Linked DNA regions of Sus scrofa: region 2 is linked to region 1. A link is a contact called in public HiChIP or PLAC-seq data. All regions are on one chromosome and are shown on one strand. Each heading gives the region's core, a stretch centred on a gene start, on an enhancer-like site or on the middle of the called end of the contact. The rest is flanking DNA. Distances are from core to core; before and after follow the strand shown. Region 1 has its middle 37 kb from the start of EPCAM. Region 2 overlaps ATP6V1E2 (V-type proton ATPase subunit E 2).

Region 1 (7,069 bases), core at 125-2,624:
TATGGCATAGGCCTGCAGCTACAGCTCCACTTCTACCCCTAGCCTGAACTTCCATATGTCATGGGTGTGGCCCTAAAAAGACAAAAAAAAAAAAAAAAAAAAGTGAACACCTTGTCAGGAATGGTGAATTGAGGATTTTTTCCACCCAGTGGGGTTTCCAGTGGAGCACAGCACCCTACCAGATGAGAGATGCAGAGATAAAATTTGAGGAAGTCAGGATGGGAGGAAATGCACCTTTAGATTTTTTCTGAAAAGGCCCTGGTGCCCAGAAGGAGCCCAGAAGACAGAGGAAGGGATGAGGACGGGGTCTCACAGCCAAACATTAGCATGTAGCTTGGGCTAAGATCTGGCTAATTGAGGATAGGGTTAGGGTAATTGTGGTGGGAATGTCCCCCCAAGGAAATTCTCTGCCTCTCATAAGGCAAATTTACATTAGGGTTAGTTACAGGCATGATTAGGAAAGAGATTAGGAGCCATGACTGTCATCACCATGGAGAGCGGGTCTGGAGCTAGGAGGCAGGACCTCAGGTTAGAGCAGCTGGTGCTTCAGCGGCCAGAGATTCAGACTCAGACTACTTGGCTTGGAGTTCCCATCGTGGCGCAGTGGTTAACAAATCCGACTAGGAACCATGAGGTTGCAGGTTTGATCCCTGGCCTTGCTCAGTGGGTTAAGGATCCAGCATTGCCATGAGCTGTGGTGTAGGTCGCAGACTCGGCTCGATCTGGTGCTGCTGTGGCTCTGGCGTAGGCCGGCAGCTGCAGCTTCAACTGGACCCCTAGCCTGGGAACCTCCATATGTCGTGGGAGCTGCCCTAGAAAAAGCAAAAAGCCAAAAAAAAAAAAAAAAGAAAAAAGACTCTATTTGGCTTGACCTGCTGTCAAGGTATGATTGATGTCAGGCATGCTAGAAGGCTCTCTCCCCCCTGTTTCCACACCTGCTCACCGAGGCCTGACATTCCTTTTAATGGAGAGCAAAGCCTTGCATTGTGTAACTAAAGAGCAAGCTTCAAAGGACCGGAGGGAAAGAGAGAGAAGATACGGTACACACAACATTGAAAGAGACAAAGAAAGCCCAGGGGCCTAGGGCTGGGGAGATCGAAGGGGTGTGTGTAGGGGGGCAATGGAGTGTCTAGAATGGTATAATTTTGCTCAAGGCCATCCCAATGAAGAAAAAATTTTTTTCCCTCACAACAGCCACAGAGTCCCTTCAGAATTTCTTTAAGCTTTCCAAGAATTAGGAAGCAGACGAAAAGGAGACCTTTCTTTAGACAAGTTACTGAGAATATGAGGGGGTGGGGTGTGTGGAGGGGGCTCAAATTTTATATCTAAATTCTTTAATAGGCCTCCAACCCCCACTTTGAAATGCAGTACCGCCCTCTGCTGGCCATAGTGGGTAGAGTTCACCAAAACCAAGGACAACTTCCATGCTCTTTTTCCATAATCCAGGAAAGATCAGAGCCTTGCCTTCCCGCATGAGGTGAGAGACAAATCCAATGTGGAATGGTGTTCCCACCACCATGCCCCATCAGAAATCATCCCTTAGTTTCTTTTGGCTTTGCTCTCTCTCTCTCTCTTTTTTTTTTTTAGGGCCACACCAACAGCATATGGAGGCTCCCAGGCTAGGGGTATAATCACAGCTACAGAGACAGCTTACACCACAGCCACAGAAACATCAGATCTGAGCCGAGTCTGCAACCTATACCACAGCTCACTGCAATGCAGGATCCTTAACCCACTGAGCAAGACCAGGAATGGAACCCACAACCTCACGGTTCCTATTCGGATTCATTTCACTGCGCCCCCACGGGAACTCCTGTCTTTTGGTTTTGAATTTAAATAGGTATATCTAGCTTTTTTAGCCCCTGCTTAGCAAATTAGGTCACATTGGCATAAATGTTCGAAGAACAGTAGATCCAAACCCTACGCATCTGATTGCCGGGCCCTGGCCATCTTCCTCAGAGACTCTGTCTCAGTGCTCACTGGAAAAGTAGGCCTGTGATCTGGGGCTCTGGGCACCTGGGAGAGCCCTTCTTGCCAGCTCCTGACCATACAAAGGCTCTTGGCCAGTGAAGCCCTTTAAGAAACTTTCCTGCCACACGGCTGACCATGGCCCAGGCACTGCTGATGCCCAGCTCTGCCAGAGTGACCAGTCCTGCTGGCCCCAGTTTCTACACAAAAAATAGGAAGAAGGAGCCCGGTAGAGATTTGGGATTTATTCAGATATGCTTGTATAACCAAAGAACTCAACTTGAATGCTCTCAGTTGCCTGGTGTTATTTATGTTTGGGTATTAAAACAAGGTTTTTGCTTAGGGGCTATTTTTCAGTCTTGGAAGAAGCCACAAATCAACTCTGAAATCAAAGTGAAAACTTTCCTATTATTCTCTATTATTCTTTTTTAATGTTTAACCCCAAATCTGCCTTCCTTTACTTCAGAGGTCTTCAAAACTTTCCATAATGAAGAGTGGGTGCATATTCATCGAATCCCTTAAGATGAGAAATGGAGCCTAAAAAAAAGATGTTCCCAGCACAGCTCCCCAGGAATCAGTGGTATTAAGTATTAAAGTCAAGTTTCACCTTGGGGAGGAAAAAAAAAACGTGTCTGTGGGTTTATAGACTTTTCTCAAAGCACATGGGGAAACATGAAATATGGGTCTGATTTCAGAGGCTGGTGAATGGACGCTTATCCAGTTTTCAAAGGCAAATAAAATCCAAGTTATTACTTCTGACACAAACAACCCAGACTCTCAAGACGCCGAGGTGCCGTTTAGCATCTGGAAGAAGCTGATGAGGTGGCAGTGATCTGAGTCTAAGGCTGCTCAACCACACTCTGCAGGCCTTCGGCTGATGTTTTATTATTGCCGTGGAGAGCTTCATGCCTCTCCTAATGCCAATCTCAGGATCCATCTCAGCTCTAACAGGAGCAAGTGGGAACAAGAGACTTTGCCAAGGACCCATACTGGAAGATGTGTGCATTGACAGCTGTGGCCAGGGGTGCATAACCTGTGCGGTCATGGTCACGGCCCCTCAGAAGGGCTCACACTTGAAAAGGCTGCACGGGGGGTTAATGTTCTGTGGCCGTGGTCTCGATGCTTTTAACTTTTAATCATTTTAAGAATTATTAAAGCATTATTAAAGAAGATCATTTTAAGAATACATTCACCATTCTTAATATCATCTTTTTTTTTTTTTTGTCTTTGGTCTTTTTAGGGCCGCATCCTCGGCATTTAGAGGTTCCCAGGCTAGGGGTCTAATTGGAGCTGTAGCAGCCGGCCTACACCACAGCCACTGCAACTCGGGATCTGAGCTGTGTCTGTGACCTACACCACAGCTCACAGCAATGCCAGATCCTTAACCCAATGAGCAAGGCCAGGGATCAAACCCACAGCCTCATGGTTCCTAGTCAGATTCGTTAACCACTGTGCCACGATGGGAACTCCTTAATAATGTTATTTTTGAATTTATGTTTTGTACATGAAGTCTGATGGAACAATGAAGTGTGCACTGCAGGTCGAACCCGTCATGCATGCGTGGTCTGCCTCTGGCCGCCTCCCTGCCTCCCTGAGATGGGTCCTGGGCTCTCTCTTCTCTGCTCCATGGGCTCCACCTGGCTTCCCCTTCTCTGCCCGCACCACTGCCACCCTCTCCCTGGGTATGAACACAGGGAGAACTGTGGTTGGGCACGAGTGCCCTGCAGCACTTCCGGTAGAGGCATGGTGGTAGCCATCCCTGCCCAGGGTGGGCGGTGCCACAGTGCAATTGACGGGTAGCAGCAGAGGTGACCCTTTCACCTACCCTCCATCCAGGTTCCGAGCATGTGCTGGTACACAGATTTAGTCCTCTAGGCCTCTTACACTCATCACGGATTCTGTTTGGAGTGTGGTAGCTGGTGGGAGAAGGAATCCCACAGCTGGAGCAGTCAGGGGGCAGCTCATCCCCCTTCCCAGGGCCTGCAAGGGTCTACACTCTCCCTACAAATATTCCTGTGCCAAGGAGGAGGCAGAACATGAAATAGCAAGTATAAACACCGTGAGAAGGTGAGAGAGAGAGAGAAAAAACACTAAAGAAAGGGAAAAGTTGCACATTTAGTGCCTTTCACGGCACTTTCCCCTTGCTTTTTGAACAAGGGACCCTGCAAATTCATTTTGCATTGGGACTCAGAAGCTAGGGAACTGGCCCAGGCTGTGGCAGAGGATAGGGACTGTCCTTCTGGTTCTGTCTATATGGCATCATCAATTACTGGTTTTTTTGTTTGTTTGTTTGTTTGTTTTTTTTTGGTCTTTTTGCCTTTTCTAGGGCCACTTCCCGCAGCATATGGAGGTTCCCAGGCTAGGGGTCCAATCAGAGCTGTAGCCACCGGCCTACGCCACAGCCACAGCAATGCGGGATCCGAGCCACGTCTGCGACCTACACCACAGCTCATGGCAACGCCGGATCCTTAACCCACTGAACAAGGCCAGGGATCGAACCCTCAACCTCATGGTTCCTAGTTGGATTCATTAACCACTGTGCCAAGATGGGAACGCCCTACTGGTTTCTTAATAAAGTGGATTTATCAACTTCTCCAGGGGTGGAGGTCACACAGGTAGCCATTGACAGCTTAAGAATAGTGGGTGAAGATAAATATTTGCTGAATGAATAGATGGATAAATGCAATGAGAATAAGTACAATGAGAAACGAAGGAAAGCCACAGGGCATAAATATGCGGTAGGCTCAAAATATGATCCTCTTAGGTTTGTTTGCCATAGAAGGAGGCAGAGGCTAAGCAGGAAAAATTTGTGGCATAGAGAGCTCTTGAGGGCTCTGCGGGGGGAGGGCAGATCCTGAATGTCATTGCAGAGGTGGCTCTGGGAGGTCCAGCTCCTAGGCTGGCCAGCCTGCTACAGCTCCCGCACACTGCTTTCTGTGCTAAAAGACATGCGTATCTTACAGCAACAAGACCTTTGTAATGAGCAGAGAGTGAATATGGAATTTTTCTTCCGGGGAGGAAGTACCTGTGTGTTATAAAGCTGGTGATTCGTCTCTAAAAACCTCAAGCTATGCTAATTCCAAGTTGCTCGGGGGACAGAGAATGTGGTTGACATTTAATTGGATGGTGCCACGGCGTGGTGTCCACTGCCCCTTTGCCCTGCCTGTCAGTGACTTTCAGCTCCATCTGCTCCCTAGAGCTCTCTGCTTGCTCCAGTGCCGAGTTTTCTCTTCAGAACTCTCACACCAGGACTCCATCCTTCCTAGATGTTAGGGGTGCTATCTTCCTTTGTGTGTGTGTGTGTGTGTGTGTGTGTGTGTGTGTGTGTGTGTGTGTGTGTGTACAGTGTGCTTTTTAGGGCTGAACCCATGGCATATGGAAGTTCCCAGGCTAGGGGCAAAATCGGAGCGGCAGCTGCTGGCCTACACCACAGCAACATGGAATTTGAGCCACATCTGTGATCTACACCACAGCTCATGGCAACCTCAGATCCCCGACCCATTGATCGCAGCCAGGGATCGAACCCACATCCTCATGGATACTAGTCGGATTGTTTCCTCTGCGCCACAACAGGAACTCCCATGTGCTATCATTTTAGAATTTGTCGTGTGGGCTTTAAAGGCTCACGGCCTATTTGAGGTCAACGACTGTGTGGTTTCTTCCCCTCTCAAATGTCTCTGAAGGCCAAGCCCAGCTGGCACCAAGTACTCTGACTCTGCTCCAGCCACTCAGCCCTCCCAGCTGTTCCTCCATCACCCTGGACCTGCCCCCATCCCAGGGCCTTTGCACCCTCCTGCCTAGAAAGCCCTTCTCCAACAACCTGCAGGGCTTGATGCCTCCTCTCTGTCAGGCCTTTGCTGGACTGTCACCTCATCAATGAACCCTTACCTGCCAGCCTTCTTGAACATTCCAGACCTTCTCATTCTCCATTCATCCCTTAACCTATTCCCCAAATTTATTTTCCTCCAAAGTGCAATTACCATCAGGCATCCTAAACAACATACTCATTTGTTTATTGTCTGCCTGGAAGGGGATTCCATAAGGATGGTGATTTCACATTAGGTTGTGATGACTATTGAACAACTATAAATGTAATAAAATTCATTGAGTAGGAGTTCCCGTCGTGGCGCAGTGGTTAACGAATCCGACTGGGAACCATGAGGTTGCGGGTTCGGTCCCTGCCCTTGCTCGGTGGGTTAAAGATCCAGCATTGAGCTGTGGTGTAGGTCGCAGACTCGGCTCGATCTGGTGCTGCTGTGGCTCTGGCGTAGGCCGGTGGCTACAGCTCCGATTGGACCCCTAGCCTGGGAACTTCCATATGCCATGGGAGCGGCCCAAGAAATAGCAAAAAGACCAAAAAAAAAAAAAAAAAAAAATCATTGAGTAATTAAAAAAAAAGGATGGTGATTTCATCTGTTTACCGAAATATCCTGACCGTCTAGAACATTTCCTGGCACAGAGTAGACACTCAAACAAGATGTTTTGAATTAGGAGTTCCCATTGTGGCGCAGCAGAAACGAATCTGACTAGGAAGCATGAGGTTGTGGGTTCGATCCCTGGCCTTGCTCAATGGGTTAACGATCGAGCGTTGCCATGAGCTATGGTATAGGTCGCAGACGCGGCTTGTATCTGGTGTTGCTGTGGCTGTAGTTAGGTCGGCAGCTGTAGCTCCAATTAGACCCCTAGCCTGGGAACCTCCATGTGCTACAGGTGTGGCTCTAAAAAAAAAAAAAAAAAAAAAAAAAAAAAAAGTGTTGAATTAAACAAAGAGCACACAGTCAACAGGTCCTTATTTATTTCAGTTGAGGTCCCACTGCATGGTTTGTGGTCTTGAAGGCTGCGTCTTCCATCAGGGTCTGAGAGAATAAGGGAGCAACTCATTTCTATCTAATAATTAATGCAATTTGCTACTTAGGTGAAGTCCTGTGTAGTAATAAAGACCCACAGTCAGTATAATCAGTGCATCGTCGTGCTCCAGGCCCTGTTAGCTCAGCTGCTTAGGGTCTGTCCTGGGGAGGCCAGAGTCACACGTCCTCTCCCTGTGTGGGTCAAGCCCTTGGTTCAGTCCAACCAGGACAGGGAAACCCACTGAGAAAACATG
Region 2 (6,927 bases), core at 623-3,122, 850 kb after region 1:
CCACAGCAATTCGCCAGATCCGAGCTGCGTCTGCAACCTACACCACAGCTCACGGCAACGTCGGATCCTTAACCCACTGAGCAAGGCCAGGGATCGAACCCCCAGCCTCATGGTTCCTAGTCATTCCTAGTCGGGTTCGTTTCTGCTGTGCCATGACGGGAACTCCTGGGACAGATGTCTTAATGCTGTAATGTCTTCTTCCTTCCTGGCTGCCTCAGCTACAGCCTGCTGTGACTTTGAGACACTTCAGCTCAGGTGTGCTGGAGCATTGAGAGGATTAAAATAGTAACATCAACCATTGCACAATTACTGGGCACAGACCATGTCCCAGATATTGGGGATTTTTCCATGGATTATTTTATGTAGTTTTTCAGAGCAATCATGTGAGTTAGGTACTGCTATTATCCCTATCTTCCTAGAAGTGCAAGTGAGTTTCAGAAAGGGTAAGTCACCTGCCTATAGTGACACAGTTAGGATCAGGTAAAGCCAGGACTTAAACACCCAAGTCCCTGTATTAAAGCCTTTCCTGTTGGAAATACTGAAAGTGGTTTTTTGGGGGGGCTTCAAGGAGCTAGAACTCAAAGCCTCTGGCCAAGACAAGAATTACCCCACCTATCTCATTGTAATGCTCCCTCCCCCACCTCGAGCAAGCTGGCCTCTCCTTCCTGCCCTCTCCTAAGAAAGGTATGTGGTCCACTCCTCACCTTGCCCCTCCAGGGCCCTCATATACCCCCAACCCACCAGCAAGTGTATCCTAAGACCCCTCTTACCCCATCCAATCAGCAGGTCAGCAGATGTATCCTAAGACCTCTCCTCTTACCCTGGGCTGTAAAAACAGACACCACCATGCACCCTGCCCGGGGTGGAGGGGGTCGGATGGGCTCTCTCGCATCACCAGGAAGTTGGCCCACTGTGCTAGCAGTGTTTCTTATCTCAATAAACTCTTCTTCTTCATCACCTCGCTAGGCTGGAAAATTCTTCTTTCTGACCCGCCTGCACAGACCACAACAGTTTCTGTTTTCCTGACTGAACCCTGGCTCGTAGAGTGGATGTTCAAGAGGAAGCAGTGACCTACGTGCTCAGGGATTTTGGGGGGAAATCCGACTGAGGAGGGCTGCTTGAGCACAGCCCTTCCTGGGCATATGTAGGGACGTGTGTGAAGGCGTGTGGATGTCCAGGTCACTCAGGAGCTGTCCTCTTGCTCCTTTACCGCCCCTGCCCAACCAGTCCCTGCTTTGCCTGTGCCCTTCTCACGTGACTACCCAGCCCTCTTAATCATGAAACTTAATCAGTAACTGCCAGTGTGCTTGCCCCCTGCCCCAGCTAGTGATTGTTCTAATCTAGCTCCACCTTCTAGTTCATTAAAGGAAACATCTGCCCTCATGTTGGTTGGTAACCGAAGAGGTTGAGAGGGATGTGCCCCAGCTGCTTGTTTCCCTGGTAATGGATGAGCCAACCTGACATCAATTCCCTCTATAAATGGTAATCCCCTCCTTTGGGTCCCCTTCCCCTGTAAATAAACCAAGAAACCATTAAACTGTTGCTCTTTCCAGGCTCCCTCTTTGGTCTCCAGGCTGGGCAACAAGAAGGCTTGCAGGCCGTGGGGTGCAGCCCAACAGCATGTGTATGAGTGTTGAATTAGTTGGGGTCTCATCAGGAGACAGAAACCATACAGTAATTCCAACAAGGAAGGTAGAACCATTAACTAGTGACAGAGGATTGGCTCCTTAGGGGTAAAGAGAACTCTAAATAAAAATGGAATGAATTTGGGAGAGGTGCCCCCTAGAGGCTGCAATTCAGGTCTCATTAGAGAGGGTGGCGATGGAGCCACTGAATGTGTAAAAGTTCGCTGAGGTCAAGGTCAAGCAGATCTAGACTGGCAAGCAGGACGCTGTCCACTGGGGTGCCAACAAAACTCACCCAGAAGCTGCCTAGAAGATGGTGTTAAACTTTCCAGGAAGTCACTGGAGAACCTCAGCTGGGGAACTTGTTGGGACGAACAAAACCTGAAGCCCCTGAAACTCTCTGGAGGTGAGTACCACCTTGTGTGCCAGCCCAGCTTTGTGGGAGTAAGAAAAAATGAAAAAGCAGCCTCTTCTTCCTCTGATGGCTCTCTAGCGCCCTCTACTGACAAAACTTAATATCATGGGCTGGCAGGGGAAATGCTTATGAGGTTTTGCTTCAGTATCAGGAGCTGGGTAATTAAGGGTGGATTTACAGCTGAGAGGAAATAAATTGATAACTGACACCACATTCATGTACTAGGACTTCAGTTTCCTTTCAACATGCCTGCATTAATGCCCTGGGGGAAGCTCCTGACTTTTTAAGAAATTTGCCCCAAACAATTTTTCACAAGCCTCTTCCAGGTTCATGACCCTGTGCTAGGTACCGAGGAGGAGAGCATCAAGGATCATCATATGTAGTTAGTTCTTACCTGTGCAGCACATGTAATCTATCGGGAGAGAGAGAATGCTTCTTGATGTTCCCTAGCTCTCCTGCCTTACTAACATTTTTTGCTGGCAGTTTTCTCAGGCTACAAAACGCTCTCTTCTTCTTTTTTTAAATTGTCTTTTTCTCCTTTTAGGGCCACACCTGTGGCATGTGGAGGTTCCCAGGCTAGGGGTTTAATCGGAACTGTAGCTGCCAGCCTACGCCAGGGCCACAGCAATGCCAGATTCGAACCACGTCTGCGACCTGCACCACAGCTCACGGCAGTGCCGGATCCTTAACCCACTGAGCAAGGTCAGGGATCGAACCTGCAACCTCATGGTTCCTAGTCAGATTTGTTTCTGCTTCGCCACCACGGGAACTCCAGAATCCTCTCTTCTTTAGCCCCATCCATGAAAGTCCCTCCAGCCTTTAGGGCCCAACCCAGCTACCACCCCCTGTGAAACTGTGCTTTGTGTCTCTCTGGCTGCTTTGTGTTCAATGATCTGGTGCGTGTTTCGTCCTCCCCCTAGTGGAGGATGAGGGCAGGGCAACTGCCTGCTCACAGCAGGTGCCAGTAAAGGGTCTGTGCAGCCGATGGCCCTGGTCAGGCTGTGGCTCCCTTCCTGCTTGCGAATGTGACACAGGCAGGCAGAGCAGACGGTCAAGGAGCTACACCTTCTCCTTTATGTCCTTATACCTTCCAAACAGAACCAGAGGCCTCACTTCTGCCCGCTTTCTTTCTTTGATCCCTCTACTCCGATGAGGGGGAACTAGCAGCAGAGGGAGTCCCACAAAGTTGAGTGTAAATTAAGTTTTGTGAGTTTAACCCTATTTTAAATGTTTGGGAAGTAGGGTGATGGGTGTGGGAACTTTGCTACTTAAAGGAATTTTGTGCCTCCTTTCACAAAGCTGCTTTCCCCCGGTCTAGAATGTCTGTAAATCCAATGGCCATTTAGATACCAGGCTTGTTAAAGCAGAGCCTCCTGTGGTGAAGCCCGAATGCAGGTACTCTTATGCTCTAACCAGTGGGAGCACCTCATGGCAGGAATACTCCAATGAAGAGCCGGCATAAGTCGAAATTCCAGATTTTCATTATTCAGAGCTGGAAGGGGGCATGAGGCCCCTCCAGCCTGGGCCCCAGGGTCTCTCAACTTTTTTTTTTTCTTGTCTTTTTGCCATTTCTTGGGCCGCTCCCGTGGCATATGGAGGTTCCCAGGCTAGGAGTCCAATCAGAGCTGTAGCTGCCAGCCCACACCAGAGCCACAGAAAAGCGGGATCTGAGCTGAATCTGCGACCTATACCACAGCCTGCAGCAACCCCGGATCCTTAACTCACTGAGCAAGGCCAGGGATCGAACCCACAACCTCATGGTTCCTAGTCGGATTGGTTAACCATTGAGCCACAATGGGAACTCCAGGAGCAACTTTTGATTAACTCCTTTGGGGTCAGAGGAAGGGTGCAGCAGGGTGCAGTGAAAAATGTTCTGCTCCCAGGATTGGGGTCCTGGGGTCCCAGGCCAAGCTCTGCCATTAGCTTAGCCAAGACCTTGTCAAGTCATTGGAACCCCCTAGGGGTGCAGCTTCTGCATGTAAAAACTAGGGCCATGCAGCCTGCCCTGATCATACAAGCCTGGTATCCTTGTTCCCACCTTACACCTGGTGGGTATGGAGCCTGGTGGTGCATCTGCTGTTAGACACGCCCCGGAGCTGGCCTTCCAAGATAATGGAAGTTTTCTCCTGTGACAATGCTGAAGTCGCCCTCAAAAAAGCCTCCTTGAATGTTTCATCGGACACTTTTTTTTTTCCCATTTCATGCAAGTTAACATAAAATAAACATATTCCTGTAAAAAGGACTTATATTCATCTTCCTTTCTGCGGCTACAACCGGAGGGCAATGGGACTTCTGCGAAGCAGCTGTTGGCCAACACTGCCCTCTTGTGGCCCAGCTTGTCCTTACTGGGCAGCTCTCAGCCCAGGAGTTTTTCCAAAGGTTCTTGCTCCCGGTCGTTTGCAGAATTACCAGGTCATGCCAGAAGAGCTAAATCCACGAGACCTCCAGGAGGGATTCCAGCTCCAAAGAGTCCCTGGTGGCAACCCAACTTGGCAGAACTGGCTTGTGGGGTCTGTGTTCCCGGGAGGAGACTGTGGGGGGGGGAATATGTCATAAACAGGAATACTCATCAGCTGAGTGCAGACAGAACTACGGGAGTGAGACCAGCAATGGAAGGAGCCATAAGGGGGGGGGCATTGCTAAACCTCAGGACCTCTATTGGTAAATAGCCGGCTGCCGTCCCAGCAGGCAGGAGGCTAGGAGAGCTGTGACAGCAAGCATGTGGCTTTGTCCTGGGTCCTGAGGTACAGCCTTCAACCCTTGCAGGGGTGAAGGGCTGCAGGGCTATGGTCCCTGAAGTGGAATGACAGGAAGACAATGGAGACCCTAGGAGGGGTGGAGCTGGCAGGGAATCAGCATCTGGGCTTAGGAAATTAGGGGACAGGGCAAGACTAACACTCAGGCCTTGGACCTGGGGCAACAGGTGGCTTGGTGTCCAGAGCCGGGGCTACTTAGAGCAGGTCTGGCCCTGAGCCTGACCGGTGCCTGTGAGTGCTATGTACTCCTGCAGTGACCAGGAGCCTCTGGATGGATGGAAATCTCCAGGGGGAGCTGAACCTGTGGGAAAGGATTGAAGGCCTCTAGCTGTGCATGTACGGCTCTCATTTCAGGCCCGTGTTTGGATTTTTACAGGATTCCGGGTAAGGTCTGGGCTTGGCAGAGTCTAAAAGAGCGGAGCTCGTGTTTGTTCTCTGGCAGCCCAAGCAGGACCTGGCTCCGCTCTGACAGCTCAGGCCTGCTTCCCTCTGCAGCTCGTGCACCTGCTTTGAGCCATAGAATAACGTCCCAGCCATGGAAACAAAGGTGCCACTGGAGCTGCCACCTGAAAGGGGTCCCATCTACTGACTCACACCATGTGATGGTGGCCGAGGGTGGCCTAACCAGCCATTCTTCCCAGGCTTATTTGCACCTGAACCATTGGTGATGGAATTGTAGGTGCAGGAGCAGGATAATGACAGAGATGACTGGGAGTTTGGGGATGGTTTCTCAGAACCCCTCATTGTGTCACAAGATGACAACACCCCGTCAACTTAAAATCCCAGCATGTGACGTGGGAGCTTCCCTAAGGACCCACATGTGGGCCATGGCTGTGCTATCTCTGCTGGTTAAGAGGCTGCTTACACTGCTGGCAGGATCAAAAATGGGTCCTTCTAACAGGGACTGGGTCAGCTCCTGTGTCTCACCTGTGGTTTATAGGAATTTTTTTTTTTTTTAATGGTTGCACCCATGGCATATGAAAGTTCCTGGGCCAGGGATTGAATCCGAGAAGCAGCTGCAACCTATGCCACACTCGTGGTAGCGCTGGATCCTTAATGCACTGTGCGAGGCCAGGGATGGAACCCGCACCTCTGCCAACCCCAGCTGCTGCAGTCTGATTCTGAACCCTCTGTGCCACAGCAGGAACTCCTAGAGGATTTTTCCATGTAATTTTGCTTTCAGGTGCTACCCCAGAGCAGCATGCCCTAGGAAGCCAGGCCTAAGGAACACATGCAAAGATCGAGATTCCAAGACCAGATACACTCTTGGGAAGCACCTCAGACCACATGCTCGTCGCCTGCACCCCGTTCCCATCCCCTCCACCCCGCCCCCACTAGACACCCCCAGTTTGCACCATAAAGGTCTAGCCATGAAGGAGCCTGTTTAATGCGCAGATTTGATCTGACTCATTTTCCCTGGTGTGCTCTGTGTTTCTTGCCCTTAGAGCTAATTTCCAACAGGACTCACAGGGGACTTGCTTTAGGAACGCTGGGATCATTAGTAGCATTCCTTCTGTTATCTCCCTTGGCTATGACGTCGGGTCATCTCCCCAACATGGGGTTGGAAGTGAGGTTGCCAGATTTCGCCACTAAAAATACGGGAGGACCAGCTAAACAGCTCATCAGGTTTTAGCATGAGTTTGTATCATGAGGTGTGGCAGCGCTATTTGGAAGATGCCTGGGAGGTAGGAGTATTTCTGGAAACAGGCGGACATAGAGCTCCACGGAAGAACCACACCAGGGCCGTGGCCTCAGGCCTGGGGGCCACCATCACCAGTCACCTGCATGCGTTAGGGCCCGGGCTAGGGCTCCACAGGCATTGTCTAATTTAACTCTCCTCGGCAGGAATTGTTACCATTGCCCCTATTTATGGGTGAAGAAACTGCGGCTCAGAGAAGCTAAGTGGTTTGCCCCCGTCACACAGCTGTCAAGTAGCAAAGCTGGGATCCAAATCCCGAGGTTTCTTTTACTCCAATGTCTGGTGCTTTGCTTCCTCTTGGCCACTGGACTCACTGTCTGTTGCTCACTCGTGGACTGCAGCTCCCACAAATCATCTTCCCAAGACCCCATAACCCTTCGCCTCGCCCCCTTCTCTAGATCCTCCCTGGTTCCCAGTGACCAGGGTTCTGCC

The links. HiChIP or PLAC-seq counts read pairs in DNA pulled down with a chosen protein or histone mark.
Region 2: a contact with region 1 is called in an H3K27ac HiChIP or PLAC-seq map of alveolar macrophages. The contact joins two enhancer-like sites. A contact is called at or near these places in 7 of 47 Hi-C or Micro-C datasets (embryonic fibroblasts, fetal skeletal muscle, heart right ventricle and 4 more) and 1 of 2 datasets of contacts at active chromatin or transcription factors (alveolar macrophages).

What each region holds. Positions count from the first base shown.
Region 1 is chr3:93,218,672-93,225,740 of Sscrofa11.1, forward strand. No RefSeq gene overlaps it. Among named protein-coding and RNA genes, the nearest start is that of EPCAM, 37 kb to the left of the region's middle. Within about 2 kb of position 1,375, at least 6 of the 83 cell types and tissues checked have an H3K27ac peak or open chromatin away from gene starts, as enhancers often do. A contact at or near this core is called in alveolar macrophages, where this site is marked.
Region 2 is chr3:94,072,344-94,079,270 of Sscrofa11.1, forward strand. ATP6V1E2 (V-type proton ATPase subunit E 2) reads left to right here. Exons shown (of 5, transcript XR_002342728.1): 4 at 1,958-2,031; 5 at 5,980-6,132. Among named protein-coding and RNA genes, the nearest start is that of TMEM247, 8.8 kb to the left of the region's middle. Within about 2 kb of position 1,873, at least 2 of the 83 cell types and tissues checked have an H3K27ac peak or open chromatin away from gene starts, as enhancers often do. A contact at or near this core is called in alveolar macrophages, where this site is marked.